4 separate regions of the Danio rerio genome follow, and all the other regions are linked to region 1. Evidence: chromatin contacts called from public Micro-C data. All regions are on one chromosome and are shown on one strand. Each heading gives the region's core, a stretch centred on a gene start, on an enhancer-like site or on the middle of the called end of the contact. The rest is flanking DNA. Distances are from core to core; before and after follow the strand shown. Region 1 holds the start of bckdhb (branched chain keto acid dehydrogenase E1 subunit beta). Region 2 holds the start of arnt (aryl hydrocarbon receptor nuclear translocator). Region 3 holds the start of ibtk (inhibitor of Bruton agammaglobulinemia tyrosine kinase). Region 4 holds the start of ube3d (ubiquitin protein ligase E3D).

Region 1 (3,451 bases), core at 890-3,389:
TGATTGCAGCCCGAGACCGGTTGCTCACTGAAGCTAAGCAGGGCTGAGCCTGGTCAGTACCTGGAAGGGAGACCACATGGGAAAACTAGGTTGCTTTTGGAGGTGGTGTTATTGAAACCAGCAAAGGGTGCTCAACCTGCGTTCTGTGTGAGTCTTAATGCCACAGTATATTGAAGATGACACCATAAAGTCAGTGAGTGCCGTTGAGAATCGTGTCCTCCCTGCAATCAAGTCCCCCAAGGACCCCAATGGATCATCTGCATTGAATGCCTGTTCAAAAACTATTGTACTTCTCCAAAGTGCAATTATAATCATATTTGGTGCTTTTTATAGTCTATTCTCTTATAGTCTTGACATTTAACAACATTAATGATAATAATGACATTATTATCGGTAAATATAAGTTAAAGACATGCATAGTTAAAATAATTGAAACGTTTGTAAACATTAAATGATGCCTTTTTAATGTTTTTATGTATTTATATGTAACATTTATTTGCATACGAAGTGGTAGCACGTCGTAGGCTATCTAAAATAAAAGCTTTACACATGCCTTTAGTTGTACATCAGTATACCAAATACAGAATTTAAGTTGAAGTAAGTTAAGTAGTTTTATTTTATTATAACACTCTTAAATTACATAAATTTAAACGAGATTTCACTGCATCTATATATATATATATATATATATATATATATATATATATATATATATATATATATATATATATATATATATATATATATATATGTGTATACGCCAATATATCCTATTGGTTTACTGGAGTTGTAAGAGGTATAGTTTGTAACGCCTGATAAATATATATATATATATATATATATATATATATATATATATATATATATATATATATATATATATATATATATATATATATATCAGGAGTTACAAACTATACCTCTTACAACTCTAGTAAACCAATAGGATCCCAGGCAGACCCAATTGTCAGGGGTTTCTTATGACACTGTCTTTCGGATGAGATGTTAAACCGAGGTCCTGACTCTCTGGGGTCATTAAAAATCCCATGGCACTTCTCGTAAAGAGCAGGGGTGTAATCTCTGTGTTCTGGCCAAATTCCCCCCATCACCCCTTACCCATCATCCCCATCCAACAAATTGCCTCTATCACTGTCTCTCCACTACCCCTGTGGCAGGTGTGTGGTGAGCACTCTCGCGCTGTTGTCCTGTGGCAGCGGTCTCATCGTCCAAGTGGATGCTGCTCACTGGTGGTGGTGTGGCGAGACCCCCCCCAAGATTGTGAAGCGCTTTGAGTGTATACACAATAAATACGATATATAAATACACATTACATTACAACCATTAAATTCGGCAACAACATTATTCAAATTATCTTGTTTTTGTATCCGCTTGTGAGTAAATGATAGAAGAATCCTCATTTATGGGTCCCGGTTTGGTTTATGGAAACAATATTTCACATTACGTGTTTTAGAGCATTGGATTTAAGAAATGACAAATAAATCAAGAACATTGAAGGGGTAGTTTAGCCAAATTTGTATTTATGTCATCATTTACTCAGCCTGTGCATATTTTAAACCTTAACGTGTTTCCTCTGTTGAACACAAATGAAGATGTTTCGAAAAATGCTGGAAACCAGCAACCAATAATCCCACTGTATTTCTATACGGAATTCAATGTTTAAAGGTTTTCAGCATTCTTCTAAATATCTTCACCAGTAAAAAGAAACGCATCAAGATGTCTTCCTGGGGTGTTCAAACTCAGTCCTGGAGGGCCCAATATGTCCTCTAAAGTTTGGTTCCAACCCCAATTGGACACACCTGAACCAGCTATTCAAGCTCTTTCAAGGTATACTAAAAACTTCCATGCAGATGTCTTAAAGGAAGTCAGAACTAAACTATGCAGGACCGAGTTTGGACACCCCTACGTTTAAACTATCTCTTAAAGTATAATTGTTGGGTGAACTGGCCCTTTAATATATCGTGTCTGTGTCTCAAATCCTACCTAGACAGACTGCATTTTTGACTTTGAAACACGCACCACGTTTGACGTACGGTGTCAGTCAAATCTCCTCCCACGTTTTCAGCCAATCAGATGCGCGCTTGTCCATGTGAATGGTGACGTCAGCGCGCTTTTCCTGCACGGTTTCCAGCGCAATGGCGGCGACGCGGCTCTTCTTAAGAAGTTCGTGTGTGAAGTCTCGTTTAACGGGGTTCACTGGCGGAGTGCACGGTAGTTTGAGCTTAACACTGCTCAAACGGTCGCCGGACTGCACAGCCCAGCCGCGGGCGCAGAGGAGACATGCAGCGCACTTCACATACCAGCCCGACCCGGTGCCCACTCAGTACGGTAAATGCCCTTGTTTACACTTTACAGTGAGTCTCAGTGTGCTAATGACATCAGTTAATGACATTCATCTCTCATTATGACTGAATTATGATTGATATTTCAGACCTGCTAGAGTTAATAGTTAACCCTAAAGTGTTGTTTTTTTACAGTAACGTTAATGTTAAACTTAAAGAGATAGTTCATCCACAGTTGTAAAATTCTGTCATAATTTTCTCTTGTCGCAAACCTGTTTGAGTTTTACTTCTGTTGAGCACAAAGGAAGATATTTAGCGAAATGGTGAAAATCTGTAACCATTTACCTCCAAGGTTTTTGTATTTTCTACATTGGGGGAAAGTTGGTTTTCATCCATTAGGACTTTCTCCTTGATCATTATAATTTCATATAACGTTAAGTATTATTTGCTAATTCTGAATTGGGAAGTTATATTAGTAGCCATTGATCATGGTAGTATTAAAAGTACCATGGTAAACAATAAGGAGAGTGTGTCACTGAATGAATGTGTGAATGTAAAACCAACTTTACCTCAATATTTACTTGTTGCAAACCTGTTTGAGTTTCTTTCTTCTGTTAAACACAAAAGAAGATGTTTTGAGAAATGCTGAAAACCTGTAACCACTGACCTTCAGGGTATTTATATTTTTTAAGAGTAACTTTTTTGTTCAACAGAAAAAAAACTCTAAAACAAGTAAACAGAAAGTTCACTAATGACTGTTTTTCTCTCTAGAACATTGTCTGTTTAAAACATCTAAGTCTCTTATTATTGCTGAATTATTGATGATATTTCAGACTGGCTTGAGTTAATAGTTAACACTGAGGTGTTTTTTTTTTTTGCATTAATTTTAAACTTAAAGACATAGTTGTCATAATTTAGTCTTCGCTTGTCGCTATCCTGTTTGAGTTTTTTCTTCTGTTGAGCACAAACAAAATTTATTTGAGAAATGCTGAAAACCTGTAACCATTCACCTCAAAGGGTTTTGTATTTTCTACACTGGGGTAAAGTTGTTTTATATTCACCCATTAGGACTTGATAATGTAATTTCAGAAAAGTATTATATGCAAATTCTTAATACGGAAATCATATTAGCCGCCAATGACCATGGTAGT
Region 2 (3,283 bases), core at 424-2,923, 500 kb after region 1:
TTATTATTATTACTTATTATTAATTCATTTTCTTATCGGCTTAGTCCCTTTATTCATCAGAAGTCACAGCACTACTCACTTTGCCACAGCGCCGCCTCAATATTTTATTATTTATTATTATTTTATTTATTTTATATGTAACCCACCGTTCCTACTGAACCCAGCCCGGTCTGAGCTGGGATTGACCCAGTGATTCTTTGTATGGGAGTCGGTTGCTCTAACAAGTGGGCTAAAGACCATGGCCTCTAGCATCTGTCGCTGGAGCACCTTTAGAGGTCAGAGGAGGTTTACCTGCATAGCACTTCGCGAGCTGGCCTCTGTTACACTCACCCTCCTAAACCTCACTTCCATCCCGGACGAGCCCCCACATGTAACCCACCCATTCTCTGAGCGATCAGTTATTTATATATATATATATATATATATATATATATATAATTTTATTCTTTCCTTTCTTTCTCCCGTTCAATTTATGTTTGTGTTTTGTTGTTTGTTGCTGAAGGGTGTAATGTTAATTTAGTTTTGTTGTTATTTTGTTGGGATCGTGTACATTGTAGGAACCTTTTGAAAATGAATTATAATGAATTATATAAAAAATAAATTTGATATATACGCATATGGTTGCTTAAATATTTACTTATTAAGCATATTTTTGTGTATTTACGTTTATTACTTCCACTATTCTGCTTAAATTCAGTTTTAAGTATGGAAGTTTAGAAGCAATGTTTTCAAATAAATAAATAAATAATAATATAAGTAGGCTACCAGTAACACAAATAAAAACAAAAATAATTTTAATTGTAAAAATAAAAATAAAATTGAGGAAGTGATCAATCAGTTTTAAAATAAATGTAATATTTGCATATGGTTGCTTACATATGTCCTATTAAAGATATTTTAATGTGTTTTACACCTATTAAATTCAGTTTTAAGTAGTTTACTAGCAATGTTCACAAAACAAATACAAATTAATAATAAATTATAAATAAATAATAATGATAATAATAAAAGTATCAGTAACACAAATAAAAATAAAAACAAAACAGCATTAATTTAATTGTAATAAAATTGAGGAAGTGTTTTTTTTTGCCCACAAACTATAAGACCGCAACAACTGAAATTTTAAACATTAGAAAAAAACACAGAAAAAATTAAACTAAATAAAAAAATTATAATAATAAGAGAAAATTATATAAGGTCACATATACCGTACACACAAAATCATGTTACCTGCTACATATTTAACTACTTATTCAAAATAAGCCAAAACAACACAATTCTTGATTTTTTTTTGGGGGGGGGAGTTAAATGTTTTAGGTTCAACCCACTTAAAATCGTAAAATCTAATAAATTAACTTAATTCCTTCATGTTGTTCAACCCCAAATAGATTGTGTGGATTAAGCCATATTGACCAGACCAAAATATAAAATATAGATTGATAAAATATAGTCATTATAGTCAATTAGGAAAAATCTTTTCCAGAAAAATACACTTATGAAAAAAAAAAAGTATATTATATTAAAAGTGTTTTGTTTTTGCGACACCCTTCGCGCGCTCTGAGTGGCGCTGCTGGCTCCTGTAGAGCCTCTAGTTTCCTCCTCTGACGTACATTTACTGCTTACTGGAAGATTACACGCGCCATCTTGGATCAGGGCAGGTTTTTAATCTGGAAAAAAGTCAAAAGAGCACCAAGAAAGAAACAACTATCAAACGTCTCGAGGATACCGCACAAGCTGAACGAGAAAATGACAGCATGTTTAAGGTCATGACATCGGTTTAAAAGCACTTTCAAAGAGACTATCGGAGTGAAGAGAAGCTAACATCAGAGCGGGAGCGGAGGTTTTCCCTCAGCTGCTGGGAAACTAGTTTCGTATATGTTTGTTAATCTAAACACCTTTGCCTGTCGGACATGACATCAGCTAATCCGGGTAACGTATGATATTACATATTATGCAGTTGAATGTCTGGGTCGTGGTGTTTTTTGGTCGAGTTTTTCGGTGTAGGCTAGCTCGAGCAGCTGTTCTGATGGAGCTGATAATAAAAACACCGAACATTAGCGCTTTGCTAGCAGACGTCAGGGTTTGTGTTTTGTTTCTTCGGTCAGTAAGGAGCGATGACAGTCTGATGTTTAGCTGTCATTTACACACACTGTCACACACAAAGACTCAAAACAACAGTCAGATCTATCAGATTTAACCATTTAACGTTAGCTGTGCTTATCAAGAACTGTACTTCAGTATACAGTACACACTCGTTGCTCTATTTTCTGCGTCTTTCTCATGTATGTCAGGAGTAAACATGTTTTATTTTTTGGTGCTGTGTATTGTGTTTGTTTTTGATATAAATAAGCAGGTTTATATGCGCAATAAACTTGTTTAAACTTTGTTTTAAACAACGACAGAGGCTTCCCATATGCTAATGCTACATGTTCAAAACAAGCTGTCATCAAGGGTTATGTTTGGACTTACTTTGCCATGTTTTTCTGTGACACACAGCAGAATTAATGATAATATTTACTCTGATATGTGAATAAGCTTGATCATTATTAACTCAAACTGAGCTGAAACTATTCAGTAAACCTCAGCAGCTGGTCAGAGCTCATTCACCTTTGGAAAATGTTGAATGTCAAGCTAACTTGGATATTATTATGTGAGCGGTTGTTTTTATTTTTTTACAACCCTGCTACCTAGATTTGTTCTAGAATATTCATTTATTAATGTACAGGTAGTGTCAGGTGTAATTAGTTACAAAATAACCGCTTACTGTAATTGAATCACTTATTAAGCTAGAAAAGTAATGCTAATTTTAGGGCATATATTATTTACAGTAGCTTGTTATGCTTTAAATAAGTGAGGTTTATTTATTAACTAATTTCTGGAGGATCACGTGCTTATGATGGCTTGCTGCTAGTCTTGCATTATTTAATTTATGATTTGATAATACATATCAACTTTTCTTCAGTGTTTGATTTTTAAGTAAAGCTAAACCTCCTTGTTTGGTTTCGATTTAAAGAATAAATGTGTAGTTTCTGTTGTCTAAGCAGTGAGATTTATAAGTGTTTTAGTATTAAAGCATTAAATTTCTTATTAACTATTGAAATTACTTAGTACAATTTTTAAAGATATAACGTAAGGCATTAAGCTGGTTTTGTTCTCATAATAGTCTCTTTTTAAAGCAGCTTAAAAAGGTATATATTTTTCACATTCTGGATAAATGTAAAACAATTTTTCATTATCGTTATGTTTTAACAATGTTATTACTGCTCTTTAAAATTTTGGTGTG
Region 3 (3,498 bases), core at 891-3,390, 270 kb after region 1:
AAAAAAATTATGGCAAGTATAATACAATTTCCAATCACACATAGCTAACAGCTAATAACACAGCCATCATAGCCAAATGTAAAAGAGCAGAGGTAGTTTGACATTGACAATGGTTTTATATTCACACATTTATTAATTTTAACATTCCCTATATTGTTTACCACGCTAATTTGAATATTGGGTCTGAAATCGCACTTAATTATGACTTCAAAACAACATTAGAACTATTTAATTGACAGTAAACAGTGTCAAACTTAGACAGTCATGTCTGCTAATATGATCTCACTATTTAGAATTTGCAAGTAATGCTTTTCTGAAATTACATTATCAAGGAGAAAGTTCTAATGTGCAAATATAAAGCCAACTTAACCTCAATTTTAAACACATAATGGCAAGAATAATACAATTTCGTAGTGAGGTGTAATGCAAATAACGTTACATAAACGTTTCATAAAAAAAAAAACTATGGTAACACTTTAGTTTAGGTCACAATTCCCAGTATTAACAAACCATTAACTAACACAACTAGCTTAATAAACCACTAATTAACTTTTTATTATTAGATAGTACGGTAGCAGTTGTGTTTAGGTTTTGGACAGGATTAAGGATGCATATGGAGGTAAAGTGGGTTTTATAGTCGCACTTTCGTTCATTTAGCAGTCTCTCTATTTTTTACCATGGTACTTTGAATATTCGATCGGAATTAACATGCAAGTTTGACTTCCAAACTAATTGACGGTGAACAATGTTGTACTTTCATAGTCATTTGCTGCTAATATAATTTCCCTATTTAGAATTTGCCAGTAATACTTTTCTGAAATTACATTATCAAGGAGAAAGTTCTAATGTGCGAATATAAAGCCAACTTTACCTCAATTTAAAAACATAATGGCAAGAATAATACAATTTCGTAGTGAGGTGTAATGCAAATAACGTTACATAAACATTTCATAAAAAAACTATGGTAACACTTTAGTTTAGGTCACGATTCCCAGTATTAAGAAACCATTAACTAACACAACTAGCTTAATAAACCACTAATAACCTGTTTATTAATAGATAGTAGTAAGGTAGAAGTTGTGTTTAGCTTTTGGACAGGATTAAGGATGCAGAATAAGAAAGAGGTAAAGTTGCTTTTTTATTCGCACTTTCGTTCTTTTAGCAGTTTCTCTATTGTTTACCATAGTACTTTGAATATTCGATCTGAATTAGCATGCAAGTATGACTTCCAAACAACATTAACACTATTTAATTGACTGAACAATGTTGTACTTTCATAGTCATTTGCTGCTAATATGATTTCCCTATTTAGAATTTGCAGAGAATACTTCTCTGAAATTATATTATTTAGGAGAATATCTGAATATCCCAATATAAAACCATCTTTACCTTTATCCTTATAACTACTAAAGACAGTTTATGTCTTAATAATAGGCAGGTAATAAGCCAGTAGTTAATAGCATGAGTTGTGACCTAAACTAAAGTGTTACCAAAACTATCAATGGACATGGTATTAAAAAGCACACATAGCTAACAGCTAAAAACACAGTGATCATTGTCAAGTGTGAGAGAGCTGATGTAGTTTGACACCTAACAAATACCTCCTCCATCAGCTAAATATGGCTTCAGCCTCGGTTTTACAGCATTCGGTTCAGGATATTAATGAGCATTAATTATACGATCGTGAATGCACACTTTAATATTTTATTTATATGTATGATTTAACCGTTAAACATTTGGAAAATGCTAATTTCTGACTCACTCGACGTCAGCCTGGGACAACAATAAATACAAACCAAAACAAACACTGTGATGTACACCGGGAAATCACATAATCCACTAAAACACGAGCTGATCGAGTATTTCACACAATAAATGATTGAATCGGTCATGAAGTGTGCGATATGAGTTACTGACACATCATCATTGTATGAACCATATTGGACTGAACTATGCTAAAATACTGCTGCTATCGCTCACTCACCTGATGCTAGATGAAAGAAAGGGCCTTGTTTGTGTTTCCATCTTTACGGCAAATCCAGTAAAACATCTTTAAACGGAATATTGGTGTTTTACAATAACGCTAAATATGTTGCCGCAGAGTTAGACGGTTAAGTAAGAGCTATTTGAGGCATGCAAGAGTAAAACGAATTCTGATTGGCCCGTAAAACATTTATCCTGACATTTTATTGGACAGCTCCACTGCAGACTGTATTGTCATTTTGCGTTGGACGGTACAGCAAGGAAAATACTTTAAAACCATATCCTGAGCTTGCGACACAAACATACGGATTATTTTAATGGAGGACCTCTCATTATTTGTGATATACGTTAAATGGTTTATTTGACAGACTCCGCTTTGTGCTACTTTCAATGACATGAAGAGTTGGCAAGGGAGTCCCGTCTCTTGCGTCAGAAGCATGAGGGCGGGGCTTAGGGGACATACCTTTAACATAAGTAGCATGACAGTACAAATATTGCTCATTATATATGCAACATTTTTATTCATAAATGTAAATTGGCAGTGAAAAAAACAAATTTTACTCACTTTAAAACAGAAATAGGTCACTACCTATGCACGGTAAAAGAAACAAAAAATACCAAAGAAAAAAAGAACTTAATCATTTTAAAGCCTTAAATTTTGTCTTTGAATAATTGTATTTTTTTCTTTTTTTTTTTATATTGTATTTGTTTTGATGTCAGTATATTTGTTGTTATATTTGTTGTATGTTCTGTGTTCTAAAATTGCAATTAAAAATAAAAATGACAGTACAAACATCCAGACATAGCTTACATGCATGCATAAGAATTACAAAAAAACACACACATTTTTATGATAAGAAGGATAAATCAAAGATCTTTCCATTGTTTTAATCCAGAGGTGTTCATACTGGGGTCCATCCGAGGAACCCCAGTTGGCCAAGTTCTGCTAGGCGCCAGTAGAAATGTTTGGAGAAAAAATATTAAAACCACATAAAATAAAAATATTTAATAAATGAGCAGCATTAATAAATTAAGCAAAATAATAATTAAAAAACACTTGAATTATTAGAATAAAAGAATCCAATGATTATATATCATAATAATACGAATTATGGAATCAGATTATATAAGTCGGTTATCCAAACTATTAGTTCAACAAAACTATGTTAAAATTAATCATAATTTTTTTATTTCACTTTTATTATTTATTGTTATTATTATTTTATATATATATATATATATATATATATATATATATATATATATATATATATATATATATATATATATATATATATATATTCATTTTCTTTTCGGCTTAGTCTCTTTATTAATCTGGGGTCACCACAGCGGAATAAACCGCCAACTTATCCAGCATATGTTTTACACAGCGGATGTCCTCCCAGCTGCAACCCATCACTGGGAAACACCCACACACTCTCATTCACACACAAACAGTACTGACAATTTTTAGCTTACCCAATTCACCCATAATGCATGTCTTTGGACTTGTGG
Region 4 (3,346 bases), core at 16-2,515, 350 kb after region 1:
AAATGTGTAAGAAACTAAAAAAATCTTTTAGAGAACCATTTTTTCAAATTTCGTGAGGCTTAAAAACTAAAAATGAAGTTGTAGTCAGTCACTTAGAAAAAAATATATTTTTGTAAAGAAAATAAATTAAACGCTGAGGCATTTGTCTCCTCAAGTTATAATTAGATTGTCTAACTCAGTGGTTCCCAAAGTTTATATTCGCACATTTGTTCATTTAGCAGTCTCTATATTGTTTACCATGTTACTTTGAATATTCGATCGGAATTAGCATGCAAGTTTGACTTCTAAACAATATTAACACTGTCTAATTCACTGTGAACAATGTTGTACTTTCATAATCATTTGCTGCTAAAGTGCTAATATGATTTCCCTATTTAGAATTTGCAAAGAATACTTTTCTGAAATTATATTATTAAGGAGAATGTCTGAATATCTCAATTTAAACCAGCTTTACCTCTATGGAATTATGTGGAACCCTGCATATTGTACAGTGCATGAAGAGACTTAGGATGAAATGTGTTAGAAATCAATTTCTTCGATTTTAAGAGGTCTAAAGTTAACAGCAACGTTAGTCATAAAGTTATTTTTCATAAAGAAAATATCATGGCGTTAAATAAGCTGTCCAACTATCTGGTCAATACTGCCATCTAGTGTTTCATTGTGGCATTTCTAACTGTTTTATCTTATAGAGCTAGTGTAAAAAATAAAACAGTATGCAATAGTATAATATATATAATTCAGTATACTATATAAATAATTTTAAAACCTAGCTATAAACATTTAAACGACTATATTTTAGTACTCTCTAACTTAGTGTTCCCAAAGTCTGCCTCCTGAAATTGTATAACCTTTTATTCCAGTAAATAAACTCAAAATAAGCTGTAACGTTACCCTAGTACGTTAAAAGAAATCCCGTTGAATCCCTGGGTGCTAAGTGTAACTGTACATGACATAATTCACTCACATACACTGATGAAACACTGCATTGACAGTCAGTGACTATGAGAGAGCCAAAGTAGAAGAGAAAAACTTTACCGAATGAACAAAAGGCCGCTTTGCAGCTTCTGTCTGAGCTCAATAAAGAGGACATCTGTGTTCGCAGTCTCTTCCATTGGTATTTCTTTACAGAAGCTATGGATTCATCGATTCTACTCATAAATCCCACGCGACACACAAAACAACGTGACGACAAACTGTCTGCGACACCGTCATTTCATATTAAGAGTCTTCAGAATTCAGTTTGCATCTGTTCAGTGTTAACGTTACTTTTAAAAACATTTTAAAAAACGCTGTTTTCAAACATATTTGGACAGTTATTATAATTATTTTATTTTAATATATAAACAATATATGACTGGGCTTAGCCCGCTTACATGCTTTAACTATTCCAAAACATATGAGAACGAGCGTAAACGTTTTAATGTAAATTTCAGTGAAGAAAGATTACAGATTTTTTGTTGTTTTTATTTATTTTTTTATGCTTTATTTTTATTTAAAAACAATTTTAACAACATACAAGCTTCTGTGGACTTTTACAGTATACGTGTGGGACTTTCGCGGCAGATGACACACGCGCACGCGTACTGTGAGCGCGCGGACTTCGAGACGTGACGTCAAACTGTGCGCGATCAGTCGTGGCGGGAGATTTTCGAGTGTCTTGTCGGTCTGCTTCGCATTCAGAAGAAAAACATTCACGAGTGAAATGTGGAACCAAGGTACGTGCTTTAGAAATCACTTTATTTTGGCTTTAGAGCTGAGTTTACTCTGCTAGTCCGCTAATGAGAGTCAGAAAGCTCTGTTATACAGTGTCAGTGTGATGTCGGTTAGCGGTGTGTTGTCAAGGTCTGTTTTTAACGCACTCTTACGTTACTGCCAGTCGGACGGGGTTTTTAACCAATAAGTCGTTTTGATTGAAATATGGTATTCATATTTTTGCAGGTAAATACGGAGAGGCCAGTATGGCTGGGTACACACAGTCTCCTGGAGGATTCGGGTCACCAGCCGCTTCTCAAGGAGGAGACAAAAAGGGGGTCAGTATATAAATAACTTTAAACACCTATATATATATATATATATATATATATATATATATATATATATATATTGAGGTAAAGTTGGTTTTATATTCGCACATTCGTTCAGTGACAACTTGTGACATGCTCCTCATATTGTTTACCATGGTACTTTAAATATTTGGTCTGAAATCACTTGTAAACATGACTTCAAAACAACATTAACACCATTTATTTGACTGTAAACAATGCTGTACTTTGATAGTCACTAGCTGATAATATGATTTTAGCATTTAAAATTTGCATAAATACTTTGTGACGTTTTATCTTTAAGGAGAATGTGCGAATATTAAACCCACCTTACCTCAATTGTGTGGGGTTCATATTAAATTCCTCCAATACCATATTTAATTCTGTTTAAATATTTAATTGCAGTTAATACGACTTGAGTATATTTTGTTTAAACTACATATATTTGTAAATATTACCCATAGTTTTCTATAATAGCACTTTTAACTTATCCCTATATCGTGCACTTTCTAAACTGCATTTTGAAATGACAAAAAAAGTAAAAAATACAAGTTAAATGTTCACTTCAATGTTTCAGACTATTTTTGTGACAACGAAATGTTAAAAAATGTGTGAAAAAATTGTTTGGTATTAAGCTCAACAAGTTTTTGTGTAATTAAACAAAAGCAAATACCTGTTATGTACTTCCTGATTATATAGTTAAAAGAGTAATTTAATAAACTAAATTTGGTTATAATTTAACTTTTTGTTAACAAATGGGTAAAGTGAAATGTTTTGCAGAACAGTTAATAAATATTAAGATTTCAAATGACAGGTATAAAATTTAGAGTTTGAGACTAAACTAAATTTAGTGGCCATCTTATGTAACTTGAAGTAAATTGAAATAAAATATTTATTAGTTGTTATTTTTGTTTATTATTATATTTCTTTGCTTAAAATAAAAGCGACACATCGTAAAAAAAGTTAAAACAGACAATAGATTTGCTCAAACTATTTTTTATTATCATTTAATGCACTTTTTAATACAATACAAGCCTAAACGTTGAGTTTAAGCTATTAAGCTAAACATTTAAGCTATTTTCTGTTATTTAAAAAATAAATAAAATATAAAAGATTTAGAAATTCTTTTATGAAGTATTTAATTTTCATTGCCAAAATTGTCTTTGTCTTTCATCTCAATGTTTAGGTCTGTTTTTGCTTGTGTAAATACTGAATAATATTTAATAAGGTATATAAATCATATCTTTTATAGAAGGTTTTTTCAGTATATTTCAATAATTTTCAAGTCGCTGTTTAAATTTAGG

Evidence for each region. A called contact is a pair of places that touch in the nucleus more often than the background predicts.
Region 2: a Micro-C map of caudal fin shows a contact between it and region 1, with 15 times the contacts expected there. The contact joins the promoter of arnt here to the promoter of bckdhb in region 1. A contact is called at or near these places in 3 of 18 Hi-C or Micro-C datasets (caudal fin, hematopoietic stem cells and an unstated tissue) and 1 of 4 datasets of contacts at active chromatin or transcription factors (embryo).
Region 3: a contact with region 1 is called in a Micro-C map of caudal fin, with 2.6 times the contacts expected there. The contact joins the promoter of ibtk here to the promoter of bckdhb in region 1. A contact is called at or near these places in 1 of 18 Hi-C or Micro-C datasets (caudal fin) and 1 of 4 datasets of contacts at active chromatin or transcription factors (embryo).
Region 4: a contact with region 1 is called in a Micro-C map of caudal fin, with 10 times the contacts expected there. The contact joins the promoter of ube3d here to the promoter of bckdhb in region 1. A contact is called at or near these places in 3 of 18 Hi-C or Micro-C datasets (caudal fin, hematopoietic stem cells and an unstated tissue) and 1 of 4 datasets of contacts at active chromatin or transcription factors (caudal fin).

The regions. Positions count from the first base shown.
Region 1 is chr16:5,320,754-5,324,204 of GRCz12tu, reverse strand. It overlaps bckdhb (branched chain keto acid dehydrogenase E1 subunit beta), which reads left to right and starts at 2,139. Exons shown (of 11, transcript NM_001080653.1): 1 at 2,139-2,346. The coding sequence starts at 2,154.
Region 2 is chr16:4,819,631-4,822,913 of GRCz12tu, reverse strand. It overlaps arnt (aryl hydrocarbon receptor nuclear translocator), which reads left to right and starts at 1,673. Exons shown (of 20, transcript NM_001430813.1): 1 at 1,673-1,929. The coding sequence starts at 1,911.
Region 3 is chr16:5,046,492-5,049,989 of GRCz12tu, reverse strand. It overlaps ibtk (inhibitor of Bruton agammaglobulinemia tyrosine kinase), which reads right to left and starts at 2,140. Exons shown (of 29, transcript XM_005157859.6): 1 at 1,985-2,140.
Region 4 is chr16:4,972,355-4,975,700 of GRCz12tu, reverse strand. ube3d (ubiquitin protein ligase E3D) reads right to left here and starts at 1,265. Exons shown (of 10, transcript NM_001326410.1): 1 at 1,036-1,265. The coding sequence starts at 1,112. It overlaps rpa2 (replication protein A2), which reads left to right and starts at 1,569. Exons shown (of 9, transcript NM_131711.2): 1 at 1,569-1,715; 2 at 1,939-2,030. The coding sequence starts at 1,703.